Linked DNA regions of Triticum aestivum: region 1 is linked to region 2. A link is a contact called in public Hi-C data. All regions are on one chromosome and are shown on one strand. The core of a region is the stretch at or near the end of the contact, and the rest is flanking DNA. Distances in the headings are between cores, read along the strand shown. Region 1 holds the start of LOC123049263. Region 2 holds the start of LOC123049261 (protein PHLOEM PROTEIN 2-LIKE A10).

The links. A called contact is a pair of places that touch in the nucleus more often than the background predicts.
Region 1: a Hi-C map of leaf shows a contact between it and region 2, with 3 times the contacts expected there. The contact joins the promoter of LOC123049263 here to the promoter of LOC123049261 in region 2. A contact is called at or near these places in 3 of 5 Hi-C or Micro-C datasets (all in leaf).

Annotation. Positions count from the first base shown.
Region 1 is chr2D:315,009,905-315,013,633 of IWGSC CS RefSeq v2.1, forward strand. It overlaps LOC123049263, which reads right to left and starts at 1,675. Exons shown (of 2, transcript XM_044472208.1): 1 at 530-1,675; 2 at 88-355. The coding sequence starts at 1,599. The coding sequence ends at 778.
Region 2 is chr2D:314,619,827-314,623,330 of IWGSC CS RefSeq v2.1, forward strand. It overlaps LOC123049261 (protein PHLOEM PROTEIN 2-LIKE A10), which reads right to left and starts at 1,472. Exons shown (of 1, transcript XM_044472206.1): 1 at 77-1,472. The coding sequence starts at 1,383. The coding sequence ends at 313.

The sequences.
Region 1 (3,729 bases), core at 425-2,924, 390 kb after region 2:
ACATAAAAGAAAAATCTACCAACTGAAGTAGGACCCATACATCTGAAAAGATAAGTTGTAGTAGGGCAGTGGACACACTAGTAGAAATAGGGTAAGGTAATTGATGACTTTTTGCTTGTTGACATGGATCACAAACTGACTCAACACTAGGCTCATAAGCGAGTTTATTTTTGCTAAGAACATATTTAACTATGACTAAAGATGGATGACCCAAGCGACTATGCCACCTTGATGATGAAAGCTTGGTGAAAATATTTGCTTGTTTATTGGACCATGAAGATGATGATGATGATATGAGTGGGTAGAGGCCTCCCATGCACCGTCCTCTAAGAATGATTCTCCTTGTTCTCAAGTCCTTAACCAAGAAAAAATAAGGATAGAATTCTATAAGAACATTGTTATCAAGAGTGAATCAATGAACGGAAACAAGATTTTTTGGATGTTTGAGAAACATGCAAGACATTTGTCAAATGTAAATTTTTCAAGGGGTTTTCAACAATTGAACTACCAATATGTGTAATATACATACCAGAACCGTTTGCCGAGTGAATTTGGTCGCCTCCATTGTACTTCTCCCGCATCGTCAACTTGTCAAGTTCACCTGTGATGTGGTTTGTTGCTACACTGTCGGCATACCAATTTGTGTCCATGCAATAGGAGACGACATGCGCCTCTTTTTCCTCTAGCTTGTTCTCCTCATAGCGCCACTAGTAGACCCGTGCACCTACTGGATGATGTTTGTAGCATATTTGACACTCAGGGTAATCATGCTGCTGCTCACGCACCTGCTGTTGCTGTTGCTGCTGTCGAGGGCGCCCTCTGAAGCCGCTGCCTCCATTGGAAGACGGGCTGGCGGTCACCGCGGTCACCACGGCCGCGCCCCCTTCCTCCTCGCCCGCGGGACTGTCCACGGTCTCTGTAGACCGCAATAGCAGATGAGTGGAACCCGCCTGAAGATGAATCGCCTAGCATCTCCATCCTTTGATCAAAGGCAGAGATCTGAGCGAAGAGATCATCAGCGGTGATGGTGTTCTTGACAGCGCCGATCGCCACCACCACGGAGTCATAGTCGCGGTCTAGTCCGGCCAAGATGTAGTCCACCATCCCCGGATCAGAGACGGGACGACCGACAGCAGCTAGTTCATCCCCGAGGCTCTTCATCTTCGCCATGTACGCCGAGCTTGACATGCTGCCCTTCTTGGTGTTGGTGATGGCGATTCTCAGATTGGTAATCCGAGATTGTGACTGCGAGGCGAAGAGGTTTGTCACCGTCGTCCAGAGCTCAAAAGCGGAGTCCTTCCCGACGACCTGCGCAAGGATCTCTGGCGACATAGAATTCAGAAGATAAGATAGGACCTGCTGGTCTTTGGCGATCCAGGGCCCGTACAGAGGATTCAACTCTAGGGTCGTGGTCTTGTCCGCCTTTGTGACCTCCACCATCCTGGACGGAGCGGCGTCTGAGTTGTCGAGGAGTCCAGTTACCTGTGCTCCTTGCAGGGTTGGGAGCACCTGAGTCTTCCAGAGGATAAAGTTTCCTCTTGCGAGCTTCTCAGATGGCGGCGAACCGAGGTTGAGCGCGACGCCAGCAGAGGAAGCCATGGAGACGATGGTATGTGGTTTTTAGGATTTTGGTTTGTGGCTAGATGTATGGGAAGAGGTGGCTCTGATGACCATGAAAGATAATGAGCGATCCCTACTCCCTTGATGGGGAGCGGCGTCGTATATATATTGATGATTAGGCAGGAGCCTGCCTTGGCATACAAGAAGATACAAGAGTTTGAGAGGGATACGAAGAAGGAAGGTCGGTTGAGATTACAGATATTTTCTCTAACATGCATGAGCAAGGCGCGTGCGGCACATAACCTCTGGTAGTCGCGGGCCTTATGGCCGAGGAGACGGCGACTTCCATCACTGCATTGCAGACGTCCAAGGCGCCGTGCACGCACCTCCGTCACCGGTCGGCGAGGAAGCCGCAGAGAGCCAAAGTGTCGGCCCTTGCTAAACTCGCCAAAGAAATCTAATGCGTGCATCTGCAGCTGTCTCGCTGAAATGGAACCAGCCAGCTTCGGTTTCTTGGTGATGTCGTTGCCTCTCTCCATGGTCGCCGGCCAAACAAATTAAGTCGGTTACAACCTCCCTTAGAAGCAGCACCCTGCATCATCCAGTCAAAGAACCGTAGATACGGACGGTGAAGAGCCGACGGCGGGCGAGAAGGCGAATCGACGGCAGCGCGGGCCGTATGCAACGACGGTAACCACCTGTGAATCGACGACGGTGCATGCGAGGCCGGCTCGAGGAATGAAGCATTGCCGAGTGTTTTTTTTTCTTTCGGAGTGCTGGCGTTCGTTTTTGGTGAGGGAAAGTCTCGTCTCTGCGTTACATTAGAAGATCCGGCATCGTATGAGCTCGATGCAAGCTCCACAGGGAAGGCGACTGGCAGTTGATTACTTCATCTACCCATTAGAAGCAAGTACGAGGAGCTCCCTCTATGCTAAATCAGAGTGATACGATCCATGGGAGGGAAACTTCCGGTGGGATTGCTATGGATATGTGATCCACCGATCCATGGTGCAGCAATTTCCCACGAGATTGGTAGAGGAAGATGCGCCAGGGAACCTACTCTTCGGCGGAGAAAATACTGGCCATTTTCTGCAAATAGGGAGATGCGGTATGTTTGTTTCTAGGAAGTGAGGTCACAAGGACACGTGTCACTCATTGGTTGGCCCTGCAGGATATCCGTGCAGGGATCCGAGTAGGAGAGCTGGACCTTTTTTCACATCGCGTCACGCAGAACATAGGGGCGCACTCCTATGTGACCCTCGTTGCCTCCAACAGCAGCGAGTTGCACAGGGGCAGCCCCTGGGCCGCTCCCCCATTGTAGACGTACTGCTGCTTCACCTAAATATTGTAAACCGAGATTATAGTGCATAATTTTTCTTTTTAGAACGAAGGTTTAAGAGGAGCCCGACTTTGAATTAACAAAGCCATCAACCAGCCAGGGATTACATAAGGCCACCATTACAACCAACAGGGAACATAAAGGAAATGCTACAGTCGATATTAAGTGTTGCCAAGCAGCTTACAAGCACCAAAGACTACAAGCCCTACACAAGAGTTGTAAATAAGCACTAGCTTGTAATCGACGGAGTCCTCCGAGTGAACTTGTCCTAGAAGAGCGAACAGAGAGGAACATCAAACGACGCCAATGCCCAATGACAAAGGACCGCGCCCTCATCTACCCAGGAAGGTGGACATCGAAATCGTGTTGCTGTTCTCCAAATTACGACTTGGCTCGAAAGGTGCCGGACAGCCGGAAGATGGAATTGCTCACCCTAGAGCAAAGAACAGACAAGGTTCTAGACATCAAGGGAGATACTCAGCCCGACCTACTACTTCACGAAGGAAACCCGAAGGATATCCACATTGAGGGTCTCTGATACAAGCACGAAGAGGAAAAACTGCACAAGGGAGATGTCACTGAACAAACATACAGAGAAAAGAGATGGAGCACCATAATTGAAATTAGCTCAGGACTGCAGAAATCAGCCCTTTTCGTGCCACTGCATCGAGCAGTTGCTATTGAGGACCCCTATCCCCTCCATGCCCAAGGCAATGACGCCAATCAAGCAGAAATTGACCGGCAACCGAACAAATCATAAGGAATGCCGAGCTTCACTAATTCAGAAACAAAGCACCATGTTCCATCTCCCCTGCCGAAGACGCAGCCAC
Region 2 (3,504 bases), core at 222-2,721:
CTTCTAAACTTCCGTTGAAAACTTAACTTGCTGATCCGAGCAGATTTTAAAATTGTGCGACAGTATTGTAACACAATAGAATCACCATCTCACTACAATCACATATTTACACAGTGGAAATATAACTGACCAACAGAATTAGAAATAAGCAGGCAAAGTTACACTGCCAGAAATTTCTATAAACTGTATGCAGGGTCAAATTGTTACACAACAAATATATTTACAAGTGACCAAACTTATTGTTTCTGTTGCCCCTCCCCCTTTCTGAACACTTCAGTTTCAGTATATTCTCTACTCAAGTAAAGCTCAAGCTCAAGCCGGTGCCAAGAGCCATGTGCGGTTCAACACATGCAAGCACAATACTATGCAGATGGCAGCGACAACCATGGACCTTTCGCTCATATACCTCAAGACACACAATCCAGCCCTCGCTGTGGCATCACCGCCAGCCCTTGCAGCATCATGCAGCCTCCACAGCACAAACTCAAGGAAAGACCGCACTGCCTCGAATGTCGCCCTGCCCGTCAGATCCAGAACAAGCTTCCGATTGCTTGGAACAGCAAGCGCACTCGAGACCGTTTCTGTCCATCCTTCCCCAACCTCACCATTGCCACTGTGAGCATTTCCATTGCCATTGGAGAGTACGCCGTGGGAGGTCTTCACCAACGTCTCGACGGAAGCACTGCAGAGTGCCACCAGAAGCTTTTGCAGCTTGGAGTCGTAGGCCGGGTTTGTGGCAGCGGCGCAGATCTGATCGTAGGTGTTGATGTGGATGGTCTTGTCAATGAAGACGCCCACGGCGGTGGACGTGAAGACCTCCACCCAGCTGCGGATCGCCCTACGGCAACTCCCACTGGTGACAATGTCTACCCAGCTCGCCGGTGATGATCCCGCCGATCCTGAAGGATCGGCTGGGACAGAATAACAGGCGAGCACGATGTCGCGCCCGAAGCTGCCCGCCACGGCTGAGACGAGCCGCTCGCCGGCTGGGGAGAACAGCTTCTCAACAAGACGATCCGAAAACGCTACCTCGCCTGCGGAAGCTGGACTGGTGACGGAGGCGTAGCCGCGGAGCACGCCGGCGGTGAGGGCCCCGGAGAGCGCGGAGGCGGAGGCGGTCGCCTCGTGGGAGGAGGCGAGCTTGGATAGTTGAGTGAGAGTGGTAGGCAGCGAGTCGGAGTCAGATTGGAGAAAGGCCGCGAGGTCGGAGGCGACGGCGGCGACGGCATCGGCGAGGGACGAGAGAGCCGAGGCCAGGCGGGAGAAGCGGCGGCGGCGGGCGGCGACGGCTGGGTGGTGGTAGATCAGGTAAGCACCAGCAGCAGCGCCCGCACAGACGATCCAGCGGCGGTGGTGGCGGGAGAAGGTGGGGACGCAGTTCATGGCGGCCGGAATCGGGGTTCGGATGGGGAATTCGCGAGGACCAGTGGTAGTCTGAACACGAGACTACGTGGCGCGTGGAGTAGAATCGGGGAAAGTATCCGGTGCTCTCAGTGTACTCCCGATACATCAATGTCAAAAAAAATATTTTGAATGTTTCAAAAAATCCAAAACAAAATGTGAATGATCACAATGGATGTGACAAGCCTTAAAAATTTCAGGTCCAAACTCGAACATTGAGAAAAAAAAATCTAGAATGAATAGTGTAAAGAAGAGACAAAAGCAACATTGATACTATTCACACCTAGATTTCTCTTTTTTGTTTCTCAATGTACATTTCGATTTTGGACCTGAAATTTTTAGAGGATGTGATGACATTCCTTGTGAATATTTACAACTTTTTTTTGGATTTTTTTGAAACATTTAAAAATATTTTTTGATATTGAAGCACCGGGTGTACCCCAAGGCTGGGAGCACTCGATACTTTCCCGTAGAATTGATCGTGGATCCCTTTCCCTTGGCGTGGGACGAGTGAAGTCTGTTTTAAATATTTTATTTACGACGATAACTGTCACACGTGTGGCATATATTAACACCGCCCACATATTTTTTACACTAAAGTTATCATCAGGAAAAAAACAAATCTCAAAAAACTGAAACTTGTCACCCAAACAGAAAGTTGACATGCTTCACAAGTAAAGTTGTCATCCTCTTGTAATTAAAGTTGTCATCAAAAAACGTGTGGGCGAAATTGCTTTGTGCCACACGTGTGAGCATTATCATTTGGGTTTATTTAATAGCCGAGAGGTATGAACGGTTGGGAAAAACCCTCTGTGTGGGTCATAAGAGTCGATTATCCAAGCGAGACCTTAGAGGGGAGGACACACCATAGGTAGACTAGACTGTGGCGCCCCCGATTCAATCGTACACTAATCATACATACAAATGTGTACGATCAAGACCAGGACTCATGAGAAGATATCACAACACAACTCTAGACACAAATTAAAATAATACAAGCTTTATATTACAAGCCAGGGGTCTCGAGGGCTCGAATACATAAGATCGAATACAAACGAGTCAGCGAAAGCAGCAATATCTGAGTACAGACATAAGTTAAACAAGTTTGTCTTAAGAAGGCTAGCACAAATGCAACATCGATCGAAAAGGCAAGGCCTCCTACCTGGGAGCCTCCTAACTACTCTTGGTCGTCGGCGGCCTCCACGTAGTAGTAGGCACCCTCGGTGTAGTAGTAGTCGTCGAAGGTGGTGTCTGGCTCCTGAGCTCCACTATCCGGTTGCGACGTTCGAGAAGAATGGAAAAGGGGAAAAAGAGGAAGCAAAGCAACCGTGAGTACTCATCCAAAGTACTCGCAAGTAAGGATCTACACTACATATGCATCGGTGTCAATGAAATGGGTAGTATCTGTGGACTGAACTGCAGAATGCCAGAAGAGAAGGGGAAAGCCTAGCCTATCGAAGACTAGCATCTTCAAGCAGCTCCAAGCATCTTGCAGCATTCAGAAGAGTATAGAATAACAGTTTATATTTAGCAAACATGTTGTAACATTAGCGCCCAGAGATCCTTTCTCGACTCCCTACGAGAAAGCAATCCTGAAGCCATCACATCCATCTTATGCCTCAGCATCCAGTATCCAGTTCTAGTTGTATCGATCGGGATAAAACTCCGAGCGTCCGTTACCGTGGAGACGGCTATTCGAATAGATAGAATACTTCCCTGTGGGGGTGCACCAACTTACCCAACACGCTCGATCAACTCTGGCCTGACACACCATCAGGTTATGACCGGCCTCGGCCGATCAACACGCCGCAGCCCTACCTAAGCTCACCAGAGAGGCCAGCACGCCGGTCTACATCCTAAGCGCGCAGGGGTCTTGGATCCATCGCCCTTTGCACTCCTGCACATTGTGAACGTGGCCGGTGAACTGACCTGGCTACCTCCTTAAAAAGGCAAGTGCTTACGTAGTCCAACCCGGTGCGCGCCGCTCCATCGCTGGCGTCCGTCGAGCTTTCGGCTGATACATACGACGCATAGTGCCCATACTTATTCCCGCGTGGTGGTTAGTGTGAAAAGGCCAGAGGCCTACTAAGATCAAATATCCAA